Linked DNA regions of Macaca mulatta: regions 1 and 2 are each linked to region 3. The links are chromatin contacts, called in public Hi-C maps. All regions are on one chromosome and are shown on one strand. Each heading gives the region's core, a stretch centred on a gene start, on an enhancer-like site or on the middle of the called end of the contact. The rest is flanking DNA. Distances are from core to core; before and after follow the strand shown. Region 1 holds the start of C1H1orf122 (chromosome 1 C1orf122 homolog). Region 2 holds the start of GNL2 (G protein nucleolar 2). Region 3 holds the start of AIRIM (AFG2 interacting ribosome maturation factor).

Region 1 (4,193 bases), core at 268-2,767, 120 kb before region 3:
GCTTATTTAAATCTGGTAGTATCTGTGGCATTTCTTCCCAACCCTGTCTATAGTTGACATTTTTCCACCATTCCCCCCTTCCCAGCCATCAGTCTTGGAGAGGGAGGGGACAGAAAGGAAACGTCGGTCACCAGGAGAGTCTGCAGGTTTCCTTTTAATCAAGGCTCTGCTGAAGGTGTTTTGTGGGGCTAAAAGCCCCCAAAGCATGAAATGGACATGTAACATCACCTGGATCCCCCATAGCAGGCCAGACCACTCTGGCGAGCACTGCTGGTCTGCCCAAATCTGGGTAATCAGACTGGGTATTCATTGGCTACATTTCAAAGCACAGCACTGCTTCCAGCCAGGATGAAGTGGGAGTGAACCCAGCTGCTAGCAGAGCTGCCATTCCAGGCTGAGAGCCAGCCAAGTACCAGCCACTGCCAGTGAAGACTGGCCCCTTTACTGAAGGGAGTTGTTCAGAGTCCAGCCATCGGCCCTGGGGAGGGAGAGAAGTCAGGGCATCCGGCTTGGGGATGGTCAGGGCTCCGCAGCTCCATCGCCAGCATCCTTTGGAAAGCCGCCTCTGGTGGCGACAGCCGGCTGCGGGGGCGCTCCGGGTTTGGCTGAGACGTTCTAGTTGGAACAGAAAGGAAAAAAGTGAGGCTGGGAGGAAAGGCCTTGGATTAGGCCCCACAAGGATATGGCCATTTGGCATTTGGATAGTATTAACTTTTTCGAAACCTCTCACCACATCAACGGAGGTTAGGGACAAAGCAGTGGAGAGATACTTCCCCTCTCCAGGGTAAGCTAGGGCTTGGCCAGCCTAGCCAGTGGGCAGACCCCACCCCACCCCGGCCCAGCCCAGGGTGGGCACTAACCCCGCCACCAGCCGGCTCCGGGCGCCGGCGGCCCAGCTGCCGTAACATCTCCTCGCAGGCTGCGATGGTGTCCAGGAGCTGCCGCTGCCGCTGCTCCACCGCGTCCAGCAGCTGCTGGGCGCGCTCCTCCCGGGGCGCCTGCGGGGGTGGCCTCCCGCCGAGCCCCAGCCCCGCCTTCCCGCGGTCCACGCCGGCAGCCTCCCTGCCCGAGCAAGAGACAGACGGTCAGGGCCGGCGCTTGCGCGGGGCCGAGCCCCTTCCCCCCGCCCCGACGGGCCCCCTCTCACCCCCGTGACCAGTCTGAGCCCGGGCCCCATTCCATCTCCGCTTGCGCGGCCCGACCACCGCCCCCCTTTCGGCCGCCCCCCTCCCCAGCGCTGTGTTAGGGCTCCGCAAGGCCGGGCCCCGCCCCGTCCCCACCGGTCTCCTTCAATCCTCCTGGGGGTCGTGGTCCCTTTAAGCTGCCCGGCGCAGAGGTGGGGCCGAGTCTCCCGGACCGGAAGCTGGCTGGGAGCGTCACTTCCTCCCGGAAGCGGGCCTGGGCGGATGTCTCCGGCGCGTCGGTGCAGGGGGATGAGGGCCGCGGTGGCTGCCAGCGTGGGGTTGAGCGAGGGGTCCGCTGGCTCCCGGAGCGGCCGCCTCTTCCGCCCGCCGAGCCCCGCTCCGGCGGCCCCCGGGGCCCGGCTGTTGCGGCTCCCGGGGAGCGGGGCCGTGCAGGCCGCGAGCCCGGAGCGCGCCGGCTGGACCGAGGCGCTGCGGGCCGCCGTGGCCGAGCTGCGCGCCGGCGCCGTGGTGGCCGTCCCCACCGATACGCTATACGGTCTGGCCTGCGCGGCGAGCTGCTCGGCGGCTCTGCGCGCTGTGTACCGCCTCAAGGGTCGCAGCGAGGCTAAGCCTCTGGCCGTATGCCTCGGCCGCGTGGCCGACGTCTACAGGTGAGGCCGCCCCGACCCGGCCCCGCTGGGGGCGGCACCGCGGGAGGGGTTTCCGGTGACAGGCTTGGGAGACTGAGGCGCAGAGAGCGGGAGGGGCTTGTCCAGGCTTACCAAGGAATCCGGAACTGGAAGTGTGTACCGAGGACTTAACGTGCCCCAGGCCCTGAACTACATGCTGCTGAGAGGCAGCAACACACGAGAAAGGCGGGGGCCCTGTACCCTTGGCGCATTTGTACTAATCGGGGAGGCCCCCAGGAAAAAAGGAAAGAAACACAGTAGCTTAATTTAATAGCGAATGCCTTGTAGAAAATAAAACGTGGAGCTTGATCCCACCCACTATCACGGTAGCACAGCGGTGCAGCTGTTGTAGTCCCTCAGACCAGAGGCACATAGGCGCCAAGCCAGGGGTGCCCCTCTGGAGCCCTGCTTTCTGCTCAAGCTCTTAGGGAAGTGAAGCAGGGAGACAGGCGGCTCCCATTGTAAACTTGAAGGATTCCTTTCCTACGTGTGCCTAGAGTCTAGGAAAGGACCACCAGTGGTCCTTCATTTTGAATGGATTTATGCTCCTGTGTTTCCCAGATACTGCCGTGTGAGAGTACCCGAGGGGCTCCTGAAAGACCTACTGCCAGGACCAGTGACCCTGGTGATGGAACGCTCGGAGGAGCTCAACAAGGACCTAAACCCTTTTACGCCTGTGAGTCAAGTTTTCTCTTGTGTTTCCAGACTCCAGGCCACTTGGCTTTCACTAGGATCCAGATCAGACTTACCCTCTACCCCTTCCAACCTTTCTCATGATCCCCTTCCCCCTGCCTTATAGCTTGTAGGCATTCGGATTCCTGATCATGCCTTTATGCAAGACTTGGCTCAGATGTTTGAGGGTCCGCTTGCTCTCACTAGCGCCAACCTCAGCTCCCAGGCCAGTTCTCTGAATGTCGAGGTGAGTTTACCCAGTCCTTCCCCTGGAAATGTCACCAGCCCAAACACTGTTTCCTGTGAATCAGTGGCATTGATAGTGCACTGGGATTGCCAGGCGTGAGAGTCCTTGGGCCAACAGTGGAAAGGTTTCCCAGCTGGCAGGGAGGCGGTGGGGGGCAATATAAATTAAAGGAATTTGATTTTGTCTCAAAGTCTGAAAAGCCAGGGGGAGAATTGGTGTTTTTTTCTTATTGTCTTTATAATAATAGGAAAGATTATGGTAAGAACAGTGTCTTCCTCTTTTTCTGGAGATAACAGTTTTTGGAGAGTACAGTTTAGGCTGTAAATCTTCACGACAGTGCTGTAAAGAAAGATGAAGAAGGCCAAGGGCAGTAGCTTATGCCTGTGACCCCAGAACTTTGGGAGGCCCAGGCAGGCGGATCACCTGAGATCAGGAGTTCGAGACCAGCCTGGCCCACATGACAAAAGTCCATCTCTAATAAAAAATACAAAAATTAGCCAGACATGGTGGCACATGCCTGTAGTCCAGCTACTCGGGAGGCTGAGGCAGGAGAATCACTTGAACCTGGGAGGTGGAGGTTACAGTGAACTGAGATTGTGCCATTGTACTCCAGCCAGGGCTCTAGAGAAAGACTCTGTCTCTTAAAAAAAAGGATGAAGTTTAGCTTCCAAAAAGTTAAATCACTTTTTCCAGGTCACGTAGCCATTAAGTGACTGGCTCAGATTTTTACCCAATTTTTGACTTTTTTTTTTTTTTTTTTTTTTTTGAGACAGAGTCTCGCTCTGTCGCCCAGGCTGGAGTGCAGTGGCCGGATCTCAGCTCACTGCAAGCTCCGCCTCCCGGGTTCACGCCATTCTCCTGCCTCAGCCTCCCGAGTAGCTGGGACTGCAGGCGCCCGCCACCACACCCGGCTGATTTTTTGTATTTTTAGTAGAGACGGGGTTTCACAGTGTTAGCCAGGATGATCTCGATCTCCTGATCTCGTGATCCACCCGCCTCGGCCTCCCAAAGTGCTGGGATTACAGGCGTGAGCCACCGCGCCTGGCTCCAGTTTTTGACTCTTGCCCCTGTTGTCTTATCTCTGCCACAAACCAGATCAAAGAAAGGATCATCCTAATCCTTTCTTGGCTACATAGATTAGAACAAAGGAGGACACGTAGAAATTTCAGTTCTTTTTCTTATTACCAAGATGTAAAACGTAGTTGTAAGCTACATTGTGTCCCCAGACTCTGGGCCAGAGACATAGTATCACACATAGTATCCAGCATCAGGCCTTGGGCTTCCTTGGGCTTTTTACATCCAGCTAATATGCCTGGATAGAGTAACTTGCGTGCAGTCACACAGAGATAGGATGGAAAGTCCAGAGTTGGAGCTCATATCTCTGCCCAGAACTCCATTCGATGGGGTTTTCCATGCCCAGACCTAGAGTGGGGCTCAGGGTTCTTGGAAAGTGAGAGTTCA
Region 2 (4,371 bases), core at 1,508-4,007, 99 kb after region 3:
AAAAATACAAAAATTAGCCAGGTGTGGTGGCACATGCCTGTAATTCCAGCTACTTGGGAGGCTGAGGCATGAGAATTGCTTGAACCCGGGAGGCAGAGTTTGCAGTGAGCTGAGATCACGCCACTGCACTCCAGCCTGGTGACAGAGCAAGACTCCATCTCAAAAAAAAAAAAAAAAAAAGCATCCCATCTGCATGATGTGTACCATGTCCATGATGCTTCCATATACCATAACTCATATGATCTTATTGCAGCCTTTCAGGGTAGTTAAGTTATTGCATCTGTTTTAAAGCTGAGGAACTGTAGACCTGGAGGTGTAGCTTGCCTTTGCTGGTCAGCATGACATCAGAAAAGAGAGTGAAAAATAGTCACTGCATTACAATGAGGCAAGCAGGGCAGGCAAATCAAACCAGTAACTTAAGCTTGACCTACCTTGATCAGGCTTTTTATCTGCTGGTAGAATTGACGTTGGTTGTCAAGATCAGCAAATATTGTTGTAAAAGGATTGATGGGTCAGATTATAAAAATAGATGGAAAGTTTGTACGATAAATGCAAGCAGAGTATGAGAACAGGAGAGAAACAACCCACCATATCATCTGGGAAAATGAAACTCCTTGGCAAGACTTCACAACAGCCTGATTCAAAATTTCATAATGAAATTATGTCTCTGATCAAAGCCTGAATGAGCTCATAGGCTGATTTTTGCCATCCGTGTTTATTCTGGTTTGCACCAACTTGAGGCATCAGAAACACATTAACTGAATCTTCTCTCTGGGAGGAGGCTATTGTACCCTTGTTTTGGGGATCAGAGGGACAGTGTGGGGTGGAAGAGGGCATCTTCACTGAGCATGAAGTTTTTTTCCAAATAGCTCTCAGGGCTTCCCTAACACAAGTCAGGGTCAGGGCCTTCCCAGCAGAATTGCATTTAATCTCATGATACTTGCCCTTGGGGCAAGGAAAGCGAAGCTCGAGGGACAGAAGGTATTTCCAGCTCTTGCCTATGACATGGCCTGCTTTTGCTCTAAAAAGAATGTTTCGGGGTTTGTTTCAAACTCAGAGAAATAAAGACTCAATCATCCCCTGCTCAATTAGAATACCTCACTTTATAACAAGTTGTTCGTTTTTATGAAATGAGCTACACTGCATGTATCCACCCTTCCTCTTGCCTAACCATCTCTTTTCTGGCCTATCCAGAGGGTACAAAGATGGCCACTTCCTGACAATTTGAGGTACCAAAAAAGAGACAGGGGCCAGGCGCGGTGGTTCACACATGTAATCCCAGCACTTTGGGAGGCCGAGGCGAGTGGATCACCTGAGGTCAGGAGTTTGAGACCAGCAAAGCTCGAGGGACAGAAGGTATTTCTGTCCTGGCCCGTGTGCCTGTAATCCCAGCTACTTGGGAGGCTGAGGCAGGAGAATTGCTTGAACCCAGGAGGCGGAGGTTGCAGTGAGCCGAGATCCTGCCACTGCACTCCAGCCTGGGCGACAAGAGCGAGACTCTGTCTCAAAAAACAAAAACAAAAACAAAAAAATAAAAAAAATTTTAAAAAGAGGGCTTCTTGGTTGAAACACTGGCATCTAGAAACTTTATTTTGGCTGGTAGAAACAGAAATCACTGGGTCTTAATGCCTTCCTTCACCCTCAAGGCAAGAGACATTCCCATCTACTCATCCTTTCATTTAATGAATATTTTTTGAGTCCTTTGTTTCAGGTGCTATTCAAGTCTTAAAGACACAGCAGTGAACAAATTTACAAGGTCCCTGCTTTCAAGAAGCTTACATTCTAGTTTGAGGGAAGCAGCCAATAAACTGGTAAAAAAAAAAAAAAATTCAACTAGTGATAAATGCCATGAAATAAATAAAACAGAATACTGTAACAGAGTAACTGTGAAAGGGTGAAAGGTGGCTGATTTAGACAAATCAGACAGGAAAGAGTTCTCACAGTACGAAGGGTCACCAGATAAAATACAGAACGTACAGTTACATTTGGATTTCAGGCAAACGATGAATACTTTTTTAGTGTAAGTATTTTCCAGGCACTATTGGAGGTGTACTAAAGAAATGTATTCCTTTTTTTCCGCTGAAATTCTAATTTAATTTGGTGTCCTGTATTTCTATTTGCTAATTCTTGCAGGCCTACCAATAGGTGATATTTGAGCTGAGGATTGAATGACCACCTATGCAAAGATTCTGGGAAAGAGTGATTCAGGCAGAGAGAATATCCAGTGTAAATGTCAGAATAACCAGAGGGAGGGAGGTACACATGAGATCAGATAAATAGGCAGAGGCCAGATCACAGAATCCTGCAGGGATGGCAAAAAGTTTGAATCAATCTCTGTCTCTCTCTGTTTCTCCCTTCCCCTTTCCCCTACCTGTCATTCTAAGAGTGATGATAAGCCGCTGGAATTGTAAGGAAGAGGATGACACCTTCTAATGGATATTTGGCTGCTGTGTGGTCGGCAACTTTTGGAAGGACTTAGAAGACAAATTCAGAAGACAAACTTAAGCTTGTGTCATTGGCAGGGGAAGAGGCTTCTTTATTTGGAGGTGGACCCAACTGGGAGCTCTGGGCCACGCGTTCAGGGTAACTAGGCGGTTGCTATGGAGGGGCAGCTTGGCGGTTGCTAGGGCTGGAGCGGGCTGGGGCTCCACGCAGGGCGACGCCTGGGTGGCTAGGGCGGGGGAGGAGCCAGGCCGATAGTGGCGCGCGTTCACAGGAAGTCGCTCTGGGGCAGGGAGGGGCGCGAGCGGAAGTGACGTAGGTCGTGCACACGTGGTCCGGCGTGGTTCACGCGGGTCGCTTCGGCCGGGCCTGGGTAGATCTAAATTTGTTTCCCCACGTAAGCCGGACCTCGCACTCCGGTCCCGGTCTCGTCGCCAAGATGGTGAAGCCCAAGTACAAAGGACGGAGCACCATCAACCCGTCCAAGGCCAGCACAAACCCGGGTACAGGCGGCAGGGCTGATCGAGGGTGGAGCTTGGAGGAAGTATAGGGAAGGGCTCCGAGGACTGGAGGAGGAGGGTTACTTGGGTGGCATTGCTTAGAATGACTATGAGCGGGGTGGCTGTTGGGGATGAAAAGGGAAAAAGGAAAGCAATATTTGTGATGGTTTCTTCTCAGGGGGGCACTGAGGAGGGCTGACATTGCACGCCTGGCAGGCCAAAGTGTAGTCAACTGGTCTAAAGTCAGGGAAAGTGAACACTCAGGCTGGCAGCCTCGGGTCCTCTCCAGTTGAGAGATGCAGAGAAAGTCAGCTTGAAAATGGGTAATCGGGCCTTTTACACGTGATCATATTTGCCGGTCACCTTAACTTTGACCTTTAAAATGAGAAAGGGATTGTAGTTTTTGCCCTTGGAATTATTCTATCTGGTAAAGTGCTTAGAGAACCCTACAAAGAAGTCAATATGATCATTGCAGTAAGGCTGTTTTGGAGATGTGTGTAAGTTTTGGCGAAGTTCCACCTGTAGGATTAACAAGACATCCTGTGGGAGAGTTCTTTCCATTCAAGTTTAATTAATAAAACTTTGTTTTAAAATATGATTTAGAATTTTTGACAATTTTAATGCATGTTGAATGTTTACTCCGGATTGATAATAAATTATTCACTTTGCACAAACTGGAATCTCAGAATGTTAGACCCCAAAAGTCCCTTAGAGATTATGATTTTACAGGTAAAGAGACTGAATCAAAATGCAGGAAGTGGCTTGTCATAACTGCAACAGTTAGTGAGCAGTAGTAGAGCCGCCAGTCTCTACTGTTAGAGAGTAGGAGAGCCAATGGGCTGTGGTTTCAGTCTGTCTTCTACTGCATCACTTCAGGACCAGACAGGTAATTTAAAGGGCTCCCAGTTGGGTGTGGGCTCAGGCCTGTAATCCCAGCACTTTGAGAGGCCGAGGCGGGCGGATCACCTGAGGTCAGGAGTTCAAGACCAGCCTGACCAACATGGTGAAACCCCCTCTCTACAAAAATAGAAAAATTAGCCGGGCATGATGGCGGATGCCTGTAATCCCAGCTACTCGGGAGGCTGAGGCAGGAGAATCGCATGAACCGGGGAGGCGGAAGTTGTAGTGGGCTGAGATCGCAACACTGCACTCCAACCTGGGTGAAAGAGCAAGACTCCGTTTCGGGAAGAATAAATAAATAAATGGCTCCCAAAATGAGAAGCTAGGCTAGTATTACCCTGCTCGTTTGTTCTTCTCTTTCTCTTTGAGATGTAAGGCAAGAATTGCTGTGTTGAATAAACAAAAAATCAAACATTAAGAAACTGGAACACATATATATCAAAATTATAGTCTCCATGGTGCCTTGCATGGAGGAGGCACCCCATATTTGTTAAATGGAGGCACAGAGGTAGGTATCTTCGTGGTTAAG
Region 3 (4,380 bases), core at 321-2,820:
TCTTTCATCTGAGCTCTGGTTAACTAACCATGTCATTTATTCATTCATTTTTAAATGGGTTGGGTAAAATATACATATTTTTTAAAAATACTATTTTCTGGCTGGGCACAGTGGCTGACTCCTGTAATCCCAGCACTTTGGGAGGCTGAGGCATGCAGATCACTTGAGGTCAGTAGTGCGAGACCAGCCTGGCCAACATGGTGAAGCCTCGTCTCTACTGAAAATACAAAAATCAGCAGGGCATAGTGGCAGGAGACCGTAATCCCAGCTACTCCGGAGGCTGAGGCAGGAGAATCACTTGAATACAGAAGGTGGAGGTTGCAGTGAGCCAAGATCGCACCACTGCACTGCACTCCAGCCTGGGTGACAGAGTGAGACTCTGTTCCAAAAAAATAAAATAAAATTCCTGATGTGTGAAAATTATGTGAAATTCACATTTCAGTGTATCCACAACTAAAATTTTATTGGAATACAGCCCATCCATGCCCATTCACTATAGCTGTTTTGGACCTGTAACAGCAGAGCTAAGTTGTCCGACAGAGACCCCTCCCACCGGCTCAAGTAGCCTAAAATATTTGCTACCTAGGCCTTTAGAGAAAAGGATGGAGACACATGACTTACGGAAGTGAGACAGAGAGTGAAAGGGTCTGCAATTTTCCATAAGTGGTCATGTCAGATTTCATTAAAAGGTGACATCTGAGCGAGTCCTTTCTGAAGGGTGTTACCTAACCCCACGGGGCTCCCGGCCTCCGCCCAGGGAAGCTCTCCAGCTCTTACCGAAGTAGTCAAGCCAGTTCATCTGGCGCAGCGCCTTGGGGAGCCGCAGGATCTCGATGTTGTAGAGGTTATCCACCTCCTTGAGGAGGTTCTGCCTGTCTGACTCAATTTGCTTGATTCGTATTTCCACTGCGGGAGGGCAGAGCCGACAGGACACGGGTCACGGGGCGGGTGAATGTGTGCAGCTCGTGTCCCCACCCGCCAGCATCCCGCGACCGCCCCAGGAGGCCGCGACGGCCTGGCCCCTTTACCTTCACGGTCGAAGTCTTTCAGAAAGGAGGCGAGCTTCCGCCTCCGTAAGGAGTTGATCTTGGCCACCCGACTACTGCCCTTCCTAGGAGCCATGGCGCTCGGCGGAGGCTGCGGGGAGCGGCGGAGATGGGGCAGGGAGGCAAGGAACCAGGTAGGGACCAGGAGGGCGGATGGGGACCACCCGAATAAGTCGCCAGGCACGTACCTCCGGTCTCGCGACAAGGACTGAGTAAAACCTCGCTATGCCAGTGAGAGAGAGCGGCTCTACCGTCAACCGCCACCTAATTCAAACTCCACAGCCACAGGCTGACGAATGAGAAACCGCCGTCCCACAGTATCCAATCACAAGCAAGTTCCTACCTGCCCGGGGTCTCCCGCCCAATGCGCTCCCTATAGCCGGAGTGCGTCAGCGCGGGCGCCGCCGTCGCGGGTGCTCCTGGGAGTTGTGGTCCAGGCTTGTTTCCCCGCCCTCCCCACCAACCCACCCGGCTCCGCCCTGGCCGGCTGCAAACTATACAAACTGCGACTCCCGGCAGGCCTTGCGGCGGGTCCTCATTACCCCAATCTCTGGAGGGCTAGGAGCGGGCTAGGTCAGGTCGGCTGTAGGATTCTGCTCCGGGGCCGGCGGCTGCTTCTTCCAGGCCTGGCTGCCACTGAGTAGCCGAGGGGCCGCCGTGACACTCTGACTGATTGACTGGTTGGCTGCCTACGTCGGCGCTCCTCAGGGCCCCAAGCTCCCCAGGCCGAACTTGGGGCAAGTGGAGGGTCGGCGGAGACAGAGCAGCCCCGACAGGGTTTGGAAGGGGTCGAGGCGGAATGACAGGGGAGCGGGGCCGGGGTGCAGGCTTTGGGGTGGGCGCGCCAGCCCGTGGCCAGTTTGGGCAGCGAGTGGGGAGAACCCTCTTGTTCCTCGCTTGCCCGCGGGGCGGCCACTCCCGTCCAGTTCGCGTCTTGGCGCCTCGACTGGGTGTGCAGCGCGGGGCCGCGACTTCAGGTGCGAGTAGTGGCGCTTGGCAGCTGCCCACGCGGTGACTGCAGCGTGAGCCGCGGCCACCACACTCCAGGGAGCCCAGGGCGGGAGGCAGCTCTGGGTGTTCTGGCCGTGGGCCTGGGAATGGGCGTGTAGACCTCGAACCCCGCTGAGCCGCAGTCCTGTCGGAAGTGCTAACTGTGCATCTTTGCATCTGCCCACAGCCACAGGGTTGGATTGCTCAAGGGTTGTGCTGAGACCCAGCAAGGCTAGAGGCTAGTTTCGAAGCTGTAGCTCAGGCTGAGTCTCAAGGCGGGCGACGACTGGACGGCCAGACCGGCGAGCTCTTGACAGGTTTGTGGCCTGATTGTTTGGATTTGGTGCTTTTCACCTGTGGATGCGGAATGAAGCCATGTCAGAGGGGTTGTTTGTGTTTAAGCGTGCATGTTATAGGCTATGGGAGTGATAATCTTGCCTCTCCCCCTCTGAGTTCAGGAACAATCAAAGAAATAAGCAAAGGTGCCAAGCAGGCTCCTGATGGGCACCAGCGAGCTTGGGGACAGAGCAGTCCAAGCATAGAAACCCTGGCAAGCCTGGCCCTTCCTAGAAAGTCCTTTCTCTCTCTCTTCCACCCTGGTTTGTTGCTCCATATACAAAAAATATTTGAATGTCGCTCTTCCGCCCAAGGTCAGCCCTGGGCAGTGGGTGGTGGGGGTGACACCCGAGTCTGCTGGGTGCCTAAGGATCTCCATCAGTTAGATGGCCAAGATGAGAGGGGACGACAACCCGTACCTCATGTAGGCTTTCCCGCAGCAGGTGTTTTTATGATGGGCAAATTGGGCTTCCAGCCTCTCGGTTTCAGGGTTTCCTTCACCCGACTCCCCAATGTGCCCGACCTCCCTGGGCACCTAGGATGTCCACCTGCATCTCAGCCAGAGCTGCCACGTCAGGAGCCCGTGATTCACTAGTTTTTGCCAGTTGGTTGTGATACACAATGTCAAAAGTGTCATTAAGGCACAGCCGAAGGCGCAAGCTGAGAGGAAAAGACTCCACAGTTAAGAGGACATGCCACCACTGCCACCCAATTTAAACTGCCGCAGGCTGACAAATGAGAAGTCGCCGTGTTTGGACGGTCCCAACATCCAGTCCCAAGGAAGCTTCAAGCCGAGTGGCCAATCCACATGTTGGACTACAGTACCCAGAAGTAATTTCGGTACTATGATATATTTTCGCGACTCAATAGCCTTGCAGGCCTGCGGAGGAGCTTTGGGGGCGGTCGCCTGTGAGCATGCGCAGAGAGACTATGGGCGCGTGGTGCTCACGCTTTGGGTGTCTTGACTTTTAAGTTTTTCCGCTGGTTTCAGGAACGCGACCGGCAGCCTCGGGCAGGGGAGACAGGACTGTAGGTCAGAGAAGAGACGGCGATTGGCCGCCGGGAATCCTCTGAAGCAGGAGACTGCCCTATCCAGGTTACCCTTCCCAAGGGGAAGCCAGGATCTCCTTCAGAAAGCTGAGGCAGGGCCGGGGCTGGTGGCTCACGCCTGTAATCCCAGCACTTTGGGATACCGAGACGGGCGGAAAACCTGAGGTCAGGAGTTCAAGACCAGCCTGGCCAACATGGCGAAACCCTGTCTCTACTAAAAATACAAAAATTAGCCGGGCGTGGTGGCGGGCACCTGTATTCCCAGCTACTCGGGAGGCTGAGACAGGAGAATTGCTTGAACCCGGGATGCAGAGGTTGGAGTGAGCCGAGATAGCGCTACTGCACTCCAGCCTGGGCGACAGAGTGAAATTCCGTGTCGAAAAAAACAAAAACAAAAAAAACCACTTCTGGAGGTGAGACAACTCCTGTGTGAACACGAGGACGGAAATGACGCCCACCCTCGACCCAGTGCCTCCCGGACTGACTTGCCACCCCAACGTGGTTATTTTCTATTTTTATCTTTTTCAGCAGAAGATGACTCAAGACCGGCCTCTGCTTGCCGTGCAGGAGGCCCTGAAGAAGTGCTTCCTGGTGGTGGAGGAGCAGCAGGGCCTGTGGCAGAGTGCCCTGCAGGACTGCCAGCCCCTCCTGTCTTCCCTCAGCAACCTGGCGGAGCAGCTGCAGGCCGCACAGAACCTGCGGTTCGAGGATGTGCCGGCGCTTCGGGCCTTCCCAGACTTAAAAGAGCGGCTGAGGCGCAAGCAGCTGGCTGCTGGTGACATCGTCCTGGACAAGCTAGGGGAAAGGCTGTAAGCAGCTCCATAGTGCTCTTTCCTGGTGGAAGGATTTTAAAACGAGGTGTTTTATATGTAGCTAGTATCAGTCCAGAAGGTGTTTTTCTCCTTGAAAGCGTGGCATTTGGAGGTATCTCAACCTTCCTCACTTACCATCTGGGGCA

The links. Hi-C and Micro-C count contacts between places; a contact is called where the count stands out from the background.
Region 1: a Hi-C map of cortical neurons shows a contact between it and region 3, with 6 times the contacts expected there. The contact joins the promoter of C1H1orf122 here to the promoter of AIRIM in region 3. A contact is called at or near these places in 3 of 14 Hi-C or Micro-C datasets (cortical neurons, fetal cortex germinal zone and liver).
Region 2: a Hi-C map of liver shows a contact between it and region 3, with 2.1 times the contacts expected there. The contact joins the promoter of GNL2 here to the promoter of AIRIM in region 3. A contact is called at or near these places in 5 of 14 Hi-C or Micro-C datasets (CD4 T cells, cortical neurons, fetal cortex germinal zone and 2 more).

What each region holds. Positions count from the first base shown.
Region 1 is chr1:202,980,390-202,984,582 of T2T-MMU8v2.0, forward strand. It overlaps C1H1orf122 (chromosome 1 C1orf122 homolog), which reads right to left and starts at 1,518. Exons shown (of 3, transcript XM_028835796.2): 1 at 1,281-1,518; 2 at 861-1,062; 3 at 135-615. The coding sequence starts at 908. The coding sequence ends at 520. YRDC (yrdC N6-threonylcarbamoyltransferase domain containing) reads left to right here and starts at 1,379. Exons shown (of 5, transcript XM_002802325.4): 1 at 1,379-1,795; 2 at 2,375-2,489; 3 at 2,613-2,732. The coding sequence starts at 1,407.
Region 2 is chr1:203,198,614-203,202,984 of T2T-MMU8v2.0, forward strand. It overlaps GNL2 (G protein nucleolar 2), which reads left to right and starts at 2,758. Exons shown (of 16, transcript XM_015135656.3): 1 at 2,758-2,945. The coding sequence starts at 2,882.
Region 3 is chr1:203,100,854-203,105,233 of T2T-MMU8v2.0, forward strand. It overlaps AIRIM (AFG2 interacting ribosome maturation factor), which reads left to right and starts at 1,571. Exons shown (of 7, transcript XR_013403967.1): 1 at 1,571-1,783; 2 at 2,224-2,353; 3 at 3,100-3,212; 4 at 3,954-4,231. It overlaps CDCA8 (cell division cycle associated 8), which reads right to left and starts at 1,344. Exons shown (of 11, transcript XM_001115347.5): 1 at 1,235-1,344; 2 at 1,029-1,137; 3 at 778-906. The coding sequence starts at 1,122.